Regions from separate parts of the Gossypium hirsutum genome. Here region 2 is linked to region 1. The links are chromatin contacts, called in public Hi-C maps. All regions are on one chromosome and are shown on one strand. Each heading gives the region's core, a stretch centred on a gene start, on an enhancer-like site or on the middle of the called end of the contact. The rest is flanking DNA. Distances are from core to core; before and after follow the strand shown. Region 1 holds the start of LOC107896265 (ubiquitin C-terminal hydrolase 12). Region 2 holds the start of LOC107896275 (calcium-dependent protein kinase 1-like).

Region 1 (4,280 bases), core at 605-3,104:
GTATAGAAGCTGCTTGGGTCAATGTGTAAACTTTGACAAATCTATAGTGTTTTTCAGTAAAAATACATCAGAGGCAAAAGGCGAGGTAGCAAGAGTATTGGGGGTTCGATGTTCAAATGACCCAGAGCGTTAAATTGGGTTGCCTAATATGGTAGGAAGAAAGAAGGCAGCGTCGTTCTAGAATCTAAAAGATCGGATAAAGAAAATAACTGATAATTAGAGTACGAGACACTTATCTCAAGGGGGTAAGGAAGTATTTATAAAGGCCGTTCTCCAAGCCATCTCTACTTATTCAATGGCCTGTTTTTTATTGCCGAAATCATTATGTTTAGAATTAGAAAGCATTATAGCGAGATTTTGGTGGCAAAAAAGTCCTAGCAGAAAAGGAATTCATTGGAGTGTGTGGAGAAATCTTTGCTATTTAAAAGAGGGAGGGGGTCTCGGATTTCGCAATCTTTGCCAGTTTAATATTGTGCTATTAGCAAAGCAAGGTTGGAGAATTCTTTTTTATCCAAATTCATTATTAGCAAGGGTTCTCAAAGCTAAATACTTCCCGCATTCAGATTTTCTTAATGCTCGTTTGGGTAACCTACCTTCACTTACCTGGAAGAGTGTCTGGGCTGCTAAGCGATTGCTGCAGGACGGGTTGTGTTGGAGAGTCGGACGAGGAACCAGAATATCTGTATGGGATGATTGTTGGGTTCCGGGATCCTAACTTTTATTTAATACAGACCAATCTAAAGGATATCTATGGTAAGCTATGGAATTTACAACTACCTGCCAAGATAACAATTACAATATGGAGAATATTTTGGAACTATATCCCTACTCTAGCTAATTTAAAACATAAACGGGTGAGTAATGATGCGGCATGTCCTCGCTGTGGAAGGGGGAAGAAGACATCACCCACATCTTTAGGTATTGTCCTGCAACAGGTGAAATATGGCCATTATTAGATCTGTTGTGGATCAGTGAAAGTACAATTCAAGGATTTTGGGAATGGATTACCTGGGTTTTCAGAATGAGTACCTCTGGGCAATGTAAGGTTTTATGTTGTGGCATGTGGTTTATTTGGAACTCAAGGAATAAATTCATACATGAACAGAAAACAGAAACAGGGAGGGAGTTATCTCTCAAAGTTTAAAACTACATAGCTGAACTCGAAGGGTTGAGGATGAAAACAAGTACCTTAAAACCGAGCAGCAGTTACAGGTATCAAGAGGGAGGAACCAGAGTGACGATTCAGTTCGACGCAGCCTTTGATAGCAGGAATTTTAAGTCGGCATCCGGCCTGCTGGTCTGGGGCAGGGGCGGACGACTCATGGCGACGAAGACAGTTTTACACCAGAATGTTTAGTCTTCATTTGTTACTGAAGCCCTTTTGAGTTTACAGACGGTTAAATTAGGGAGTAAAATGGAGCTCCCCTCTGTGACAGTTATGAGGGATTCCCTAACAATCATTAAGAAGTGCAAAGTCATTAAGAGAGATAAATCAACCATAGGAGCGATTATTCACGATATTCATAATAGAATTAATCGATTTGAAGATATCAGATTTTAGTTTCTAAACAGAACAGAAAATGATTTCACCCATAAGATTGTAGTAGAAGCGTTAAAGTAAAAGGAAGAAACATACCTGGTACGAGGGAGAGACGATTTTTAAGAAGGAAGTTGGAGCAGAGAACCAGATTGAAGAATACAAAGTGAAGAAGGAAATGTAGAGGGTAGCAGGTAATGAGGATATGAAACGGCTACCAAGGGAACAGATGGGACAGATGATGGGAAAAGACTATGGAAAGTGGAGTCCAACTGTTACAAAGTCGACTAGCATTAATTATTTTGATTTCCTTTTTGCATAATATCTGGTTTTGACTTTTCAAAGATGTTTTTGAATTTTGTTTTGCTTTAGTAGTAAACTGATCAAAACAGGTAGGCCTAAGCCCAGGTTGTGATCCAATGTGGGTTTCTTTTTTGAATATTAATAAAAGCTAGTCGAATTTCTTCAAAAAAAAATGTAATGTCATATTAAGTTATTATTTATATAACATTAATAAAAAAGATTATCTCATTTTAATTAATGGAATAACTCAAATTAGGATGATTCTAAAAACTAAGATTTTTATGCACTAATAAAATTTTGTCACATCATCAAATTTTAAAGACATGAAATTATTATTATTATACACTTGTCCATAGAGAAGTAATTTTATGAATCCTTTCCACCACATTTTTCATGGTCCCTTTTCAATTATTTAATAATATTTTAACAATTTTTTTCATGTCATTGACACATAATTTTGGTAATTTTTTTCTCCTGAATCTAGAATATCAAACCCTAAACCAAAAACTTAAAACCTTGAACCCTTGCACCCTAAACTCAAATATTGAACCTCAAACTTGTAATCTATAACCCTAAACTGTTGAACCCAAACCGATAATCTCAAACTTTGAACCTGAACCTTGAATCTCGAACCCAAATCTTAAAGTTAAACCCAAACCTTGAACCTTAAATCTCAAACCCAAATCCTGAATCTCGAGTTTGTGGTTTAAGATAAAATAATTACAAAAATTATATGTGAATGACATGAAAAAAATTACACAAAAATAGAAAATATTAACTTATAAAAAAACAAAATAATTAAAATGTGAAAAAAATAAAATATGTTTGTTTATAATTTTAAAAAATTAATTATTTTAAATAATTTAATTAAAGTTAAATTAAGTTGGAGAAGATATTAGATATAGATGAGTGTATAATAATACATTGTTATCTTTAAAATTTAATGACGTGACACTATTTTATTGGTGCCTAAAAACTATACTTTTTAGGATGATCCTAATATAATTTATTCTCATCCTAATAAAATTTATTCATGTATAATAATATTTTGTTATCTTTAAAATTTAATGACGTGACACTATTTTATTAGTGCCTAAAAGCTATACTTTTTAGATGATCTTAATATAATTTATTCTCTTTAATTAATAGATTTAATGGCTACTATTTAATTCCTGATGAAACTTCAAATTTTGAAAAATATAAAAATTAAAAATAATTAAATTAGAGAATAATGATAAAAAAATTACTCCCAAATTTCACTAAAAGTAATTTTTCCTCCAGATCTACAAACCCTAATACCATTCTAATCACTTTCAAATTTTACTTGTATATTATCATGCAAGTGTTTTATTTCTTTTTTTGCCATTTTTATGCAATCTTTCTTTTTGCCATCTTTATGCAATTAGTTACTAACGTTATCATAAGTTGTTTTGCAAATATAAGTTACTCCACCGCTGAAAGTAAAACAGTAAACAAACAAAATACACAAAAATTGTTTATGCAATTTAGTCTAATTTAATATAAAATATTCACTATTTTCGACAGTAATAACAAGTGACCTTAATTTATCACACACCCACTACAATTTCCTCACCTTAGCACATTGAAGAATGAAATTCTCATCACTAAATTTCACTCAATTTCACTCAATGAAATTTGACGAAGGAAAAAAAAAAAAGAGAAAATGAACTTGTTCTAATGGTTTACATCAGAGATCTACTTATATGCATATAATCTTTTGCTTAAAACACCAATACTAAAACATTTCATCAACAGTTTCTAAATCTTTCCTTTAATGGAAGAGATGAAGTCTTTCATCCTTCCCCATTCAGCCAAAACAGTATTCTCTTCCTTCTCAGCAACCTTGGCCTTGACCTCATACTCTGCCCATTGCTTTTCCACTGCTTCCAACTCCATTTTCATTTCCTTGGAACTTTTAAATATCTCCTTTCGTTCAGCCAACATTTTCTCCCTTTTCTTTTGTGCTTCTTCAACTTGTACATGGAGGGCAGCAAGTTTTTTCTCTACCTGTTTTACCTCTGATTCCACCTCCTTATATCTGATTAGATTACGATCCAATTTATGCGTAATTGTCAACTTAATAGATTCCTTCTCAGTAAGGCAATTCTTGTCCTGCAATGCTTTCGCTGCTCGGTCAGCTAGTTCTTTCAAGCTCTCCTCCATGGCCAACAACTCGTTTTTTTGCCCAATTGTAGAGGAACAATCAAAACTAGCTAGTATCTTGAATGCATGCTTAAGTGGAGAAAGCTTCCCTGAATCGTAAAAATTAACCGGGGTCATATTCAAGGCTTTCTCAACTTTGGCCAGTGCTTCCTTTGCTTCTTCTCGAGAAAAAATAGTGTTGGAGCTCCAAAGCTTAGACTCTAAGCTAGTGAAGAATGTGTTCATATCTTCCTCAGTAGGCTCCTCAGGTTCAATA
Region 2 (4,280 bases), core at 536-3,035, 270 kb after region 1:
GGCTCAAAGTAAAATTTACTTTTGAAACTCTAAACTATAGATAATGCAAGCGAATTTTGTTCAAACAAGAAAACCAAGGGAAAGGAACCTTGTGTGTCACAATCATTAAAGAATCAAACACAACTGACATGCCTAAACCAATGATGAAACATAGGACGTAGATGTGCAAGTGATACCATATTATCATTGCCTAATGGCTGGCTGGCTGGTAGCAGAATATAACCATAGGGCTAACAGCATATAATGACTCCCAGTGTCACAAACCATTTGAAATGTAATGTATAAGACCGATATGAATATAATTCCAATGTAATATCAAATTTCTGACAGGAATTGGTAGCATGAATAAGCTCTCTGTAGCAAAGAATTTCTTAATTTTTGCTTATTCAATAATTTAATAGGAATTCATTTACTAGATTTGGACCTACAAATAACTCATTTAAGCCAAGAAATCCATGCCGTTTCAACAATAAAGTGAAGATCAAATTGAAAAGGCTTAGCTAGCCTAAATACTACCTGGCTTAAAGAATATTGATAATCCAAAATCAATAGCCTTGAGAAGTGCATCCTCCTGCTGATTCACAAAAAGAAAATTCTCAGGTTTGAGATCTCTATGCATAACCCCCAAAGAATGGCAAGCTTCCACAACCCCGACTATAATCCTCGTAAGTGCAGCTGCCTTTCTTTCTGTATAATGTCCACGCTGAATGATTCTATCAAAAAGTTCTCCACCAGCACATAATTCCATAACAACATGAACTGCCACTGCATCCTCATAAGCTCCTTTTATAGATATAACATTCGGATGCCCGGCCAAGTGGTGCATTATCTGAATTTCTCTTCTGACATCCTCTACATCTTCATCAGTTAACAACTTCCTCTTTGCGATTGATTTGCAAGCATACTCTCTCCTAGTTGACTTCTCCAGACAAAGGAAAGTCGTCCCGAATTGCCCTTGTCCTAGTTTTCTCCCTAGGCTAAAATATTCTTTGAAATTACCAGTCCTTGTTTGTAACACAGACTCAGTCCTAAGCCCTGCACTGGACACCCTTTTCATATGAGGGAACTTGGGTTTGGCCGGTTTTTCGGGTTCAGTTTCCGGTTTGGTCTCTGGTTTGGCCTCCTCTTTGGCCTCTTGTTTGGTCTCTGGTTTAGGAATTGTCACTTGCTCTGGAGGTTTGTTTAGGACTGGCAATGGTGATTCAGGTTCTCTAGCTGCTACCTCACTCCCAATTCCCCCATTAGAACTCGAAACCGAGTCATCAGGCATTCGGGACCGCCACATTGCGGCGGAAACCGATTGGAAAAACCCATTCTTGGAAATGCTTGGTCCTACACAAGTATTCCCCATCTACTCTCACACTTAAATTTCTTCTTCAAAATACAATCAAAAGTTTTGAACATTAATATCTAAAACCAATAGATGGGCCAATCTGATACCAAAAGATCTGATCTTCCTAATAAGAATCAAGCTCCCTATATTCTCCTCTAGAAGGGAAAATCTTTATATCAAAAACCAAACTAGAACTAACTACTTACCTACAAACTTCAAAATCTATCCATAAAAAAATGAAAGTAATGACTACAACAACTACGGGAGATGATTGTAGAAGCAAGTTTAAGAACCTGAGAAAAAAGTCAACACAATCATCAATCACCAATTAATAAATAAATTAACTATGCAAGAAAAAGAAAAACACATACAACTCCTTGGATCTCAAATTCAGTAATTGGAAAAATCAAACTTGAAATGCTCAAAAGGAAAAACACCCCAAAAGTCCAAAAGGAAAAAAACAGAAACCCAAATGAGTAAAGTTGAAGGATGAGAAAGTTAAAAGAAGATCATTGGAAAAATAAGTTTATATTAAAAGGAAAAAAGTATGGTTTACCAAGTCTTGGCCTACTCGTTGAAAAAGGAAGAAGTCTGTTTTCCAAGTTTTACAACTACAAGAGAGTGGAAGTGGGGAGTCCTTGAAACTTGGTTTATATCTAAATCTCAACATTATTTAATGTTTTTTTTATCGCATTAAAATAACAAGAAAAGAACAAACATATGGAAAGAGGCATAAACGTGTGTTTGGACATAATTTGCAGGGTTTACGCGCTTGGCCGGATCTAGGGTTTTTATCAATTCCGGGCTTATCGGTTAATGGTACCATTAATTGAAAGCTTTCCTGACTTTGTATTGGGTCCGGTCCCATTTTCTTTTATATATGTTCCATTTCAATACGCAATACAATAAATTATCCAACTAAAGTGCACCAAATGCCCATATTTACAGTCCACCGTTCAATTAAATCGAGTAACACATTTTTAAATTAATTAAGGTAACGAGTTTTATTTTATCATTTGAATCATTAATTAATTTATTTAGATTTTATAATTTTTTTAAATTAAATTTTTTATATATTTTTTAAAAAATTAATTATATATTTTTTAAAATATATAAATTTTTAAATTTATTTTGATTTTTTTATATTTTTTTGTTGAGAAAGACTAATTTGCTCATTTTTAAAATTGACGGGGACCAAGGTTGTATTTACAACAACTTGTTATTTGAATTATTCAAATTGTAAAATTCAACCCATACTCGAAACTCAAATTACTTATTCTAGTTGACTCGAATAACTCAAATAATTTGAATCAATTAACTCGAAATTTGAATTTTTTTTATTTTTTCGAATCGGATCAAGTTTTGCTCACTTCTAGGTATATTTAGGTAATTGAATTTGTGTGTAATTATTTGTAATTAAATAAGGATAGCATGTTTGAGTAACTATTATAATTGGTAGGTCTGATCGAATTGAGTATAATTGGAGTACCCCTAATTACACTTTTCAATTCTTAGTGAGAAGAGTGAGAGTTAGAATAATTATATAGGTAATTACACCCAAATTTAATTTTAAAAATTTATTTTTATTCAAATTATAAAATTATATTATAAGCATGATACATACAAGTGTTTCGGATTATTATATAATAAAAATAATTTGTGTATTTTATAAAATTATAAAAAAAATTATATTATTTAAATGCTAAAAAATTTCTAAAGTTATAGCCAAATAGTTTGTTATAAAAAAATAATTTACATGTTATAAAAAATTTTATAATATATTTATTTATAAAAATTTATAATCAAGTATGGATATAATTTATTTACGTGCCAATGCTATATATATATTATAAAATAATCTATTTATTCATAAAAAATGTTATAATTTTTTTATAATAACTTATTTATAAAAATATGACAAAAATTATATTATTTATATGGAGTGTTGTGAAAGTTTCGAACAATTTATAAAACCTTTTTTTATAAAGGATAAATATTATATTATTTTGACTTAATTTACATATTATAAAAATGGATATAACCTAGCCTAAGTCTTTCTCCAGATTAAGTCTATATAAGTTTTTATAATTAAAGTTACAAATTATTTGAACTGCGAACATAAATATTATAAGGTCAATGGTAATTATCATATAAAAAAGATTTTCTTACACTATATCGTGTGGTATGATATCATTTGAGATAATAGAGTCAAACACAAGCACTATAGACAACTCATGAACTCTTTAATTTGACACATTCAATAATTTGAAATGTGGTTAACTAAACATTTGTTGTTCTAAAAAAATATTTCTCATATTAACCACATCACCTTTGTATAGCATAAAAAAAGTTGAATAGTACTAGCATGTTGCATATTTTATAACTTCAATCATAGATCGAATTGAGATGATCCATATACTTCAAAGAGTATATAAAAGAATGAGATCTTAATAATTAGATAAAATTGCATATGATGTTTAATTTTCTTGTTATTTTTACTAGTAATTGTATTATCATCTCCTTTTTAGACTAACATTATGCATATGACGATTTGATTTTAATTTTTATTACTTGTTTAGAAATTATTTTTATCATACTAATATTTTTATAATAATTTATATTTTTAAAAATATAAATTATGTAACGATGTAATTACAATTTGTACTACCAAACATGTTATAGGGAATTACAATGTAATTATACTCTATCAGCCAAACACGTCTAGGGAATTACAATTCTTTGTAATTACAAGAGAGTGTAATTACTACCCTAGTAATTACAGTTCCATTCAGTTACTTTGTGATGTCTAAACAAACTCTTAATATTTTGGCCTTTATAATTATTTCAATACACAAACAATAAATTAACTCGTAAGACCAATTTAATTAAAAAGTTTGTAAGTAGTATAAATTTAGATGTTTTATTTCTATTGAGGGTTAAATGTGGA

The links. Hi-C and Micro-C count contacts between places; a contact is called where the count stands out from the background.
Region 2: a contact with region 1 is called in a Hi-C map of leaf, with 2.6 times the contacts expected there. The contact joins the promoter of LOC107896275 here to the promoter of LOC107896265 in region 1. A contact is called at or near these places in 5 of 34 Hi-C or Micro-C datasets (hypocotyl, leaf and petal).

The regions. Positions count from the first base shown.
Region 1 is chrA10:108,639,823-108,644,102 of Gossypium_hirsutum_v2.1, forward strand. It overlaps LOC107896265 (ubiquitin C-terminal hydrolase 12), which reads right to left and starts at 1,855. Exons shown (of 9, transcript XM_041078025.1): 1 at 1,637-1,855; 2 at 1,189-1,450; 3 at 1,009-1,077; 4 at 604-926. LOC107896266 (ubiquitin C-terminal hydrolase 13) reads right to left here. Exons shown (of 4, transcript XM_041078026.1): 4 at 4,150-4,280.
Region 2 is chrA10:108,907,607-108,911,886 of Gossypium_hirsutum_v2.1, forward strand. It overlaps LOC107896275 (calcium-dependent protein kinase 1-like), which reads right to left and starts at 1,786. Exons shown (of 8, transcript NM_001326839.1): 1 at 1,705-1,786; 2 at 517-1,626. The coding sequence starts at 1,351.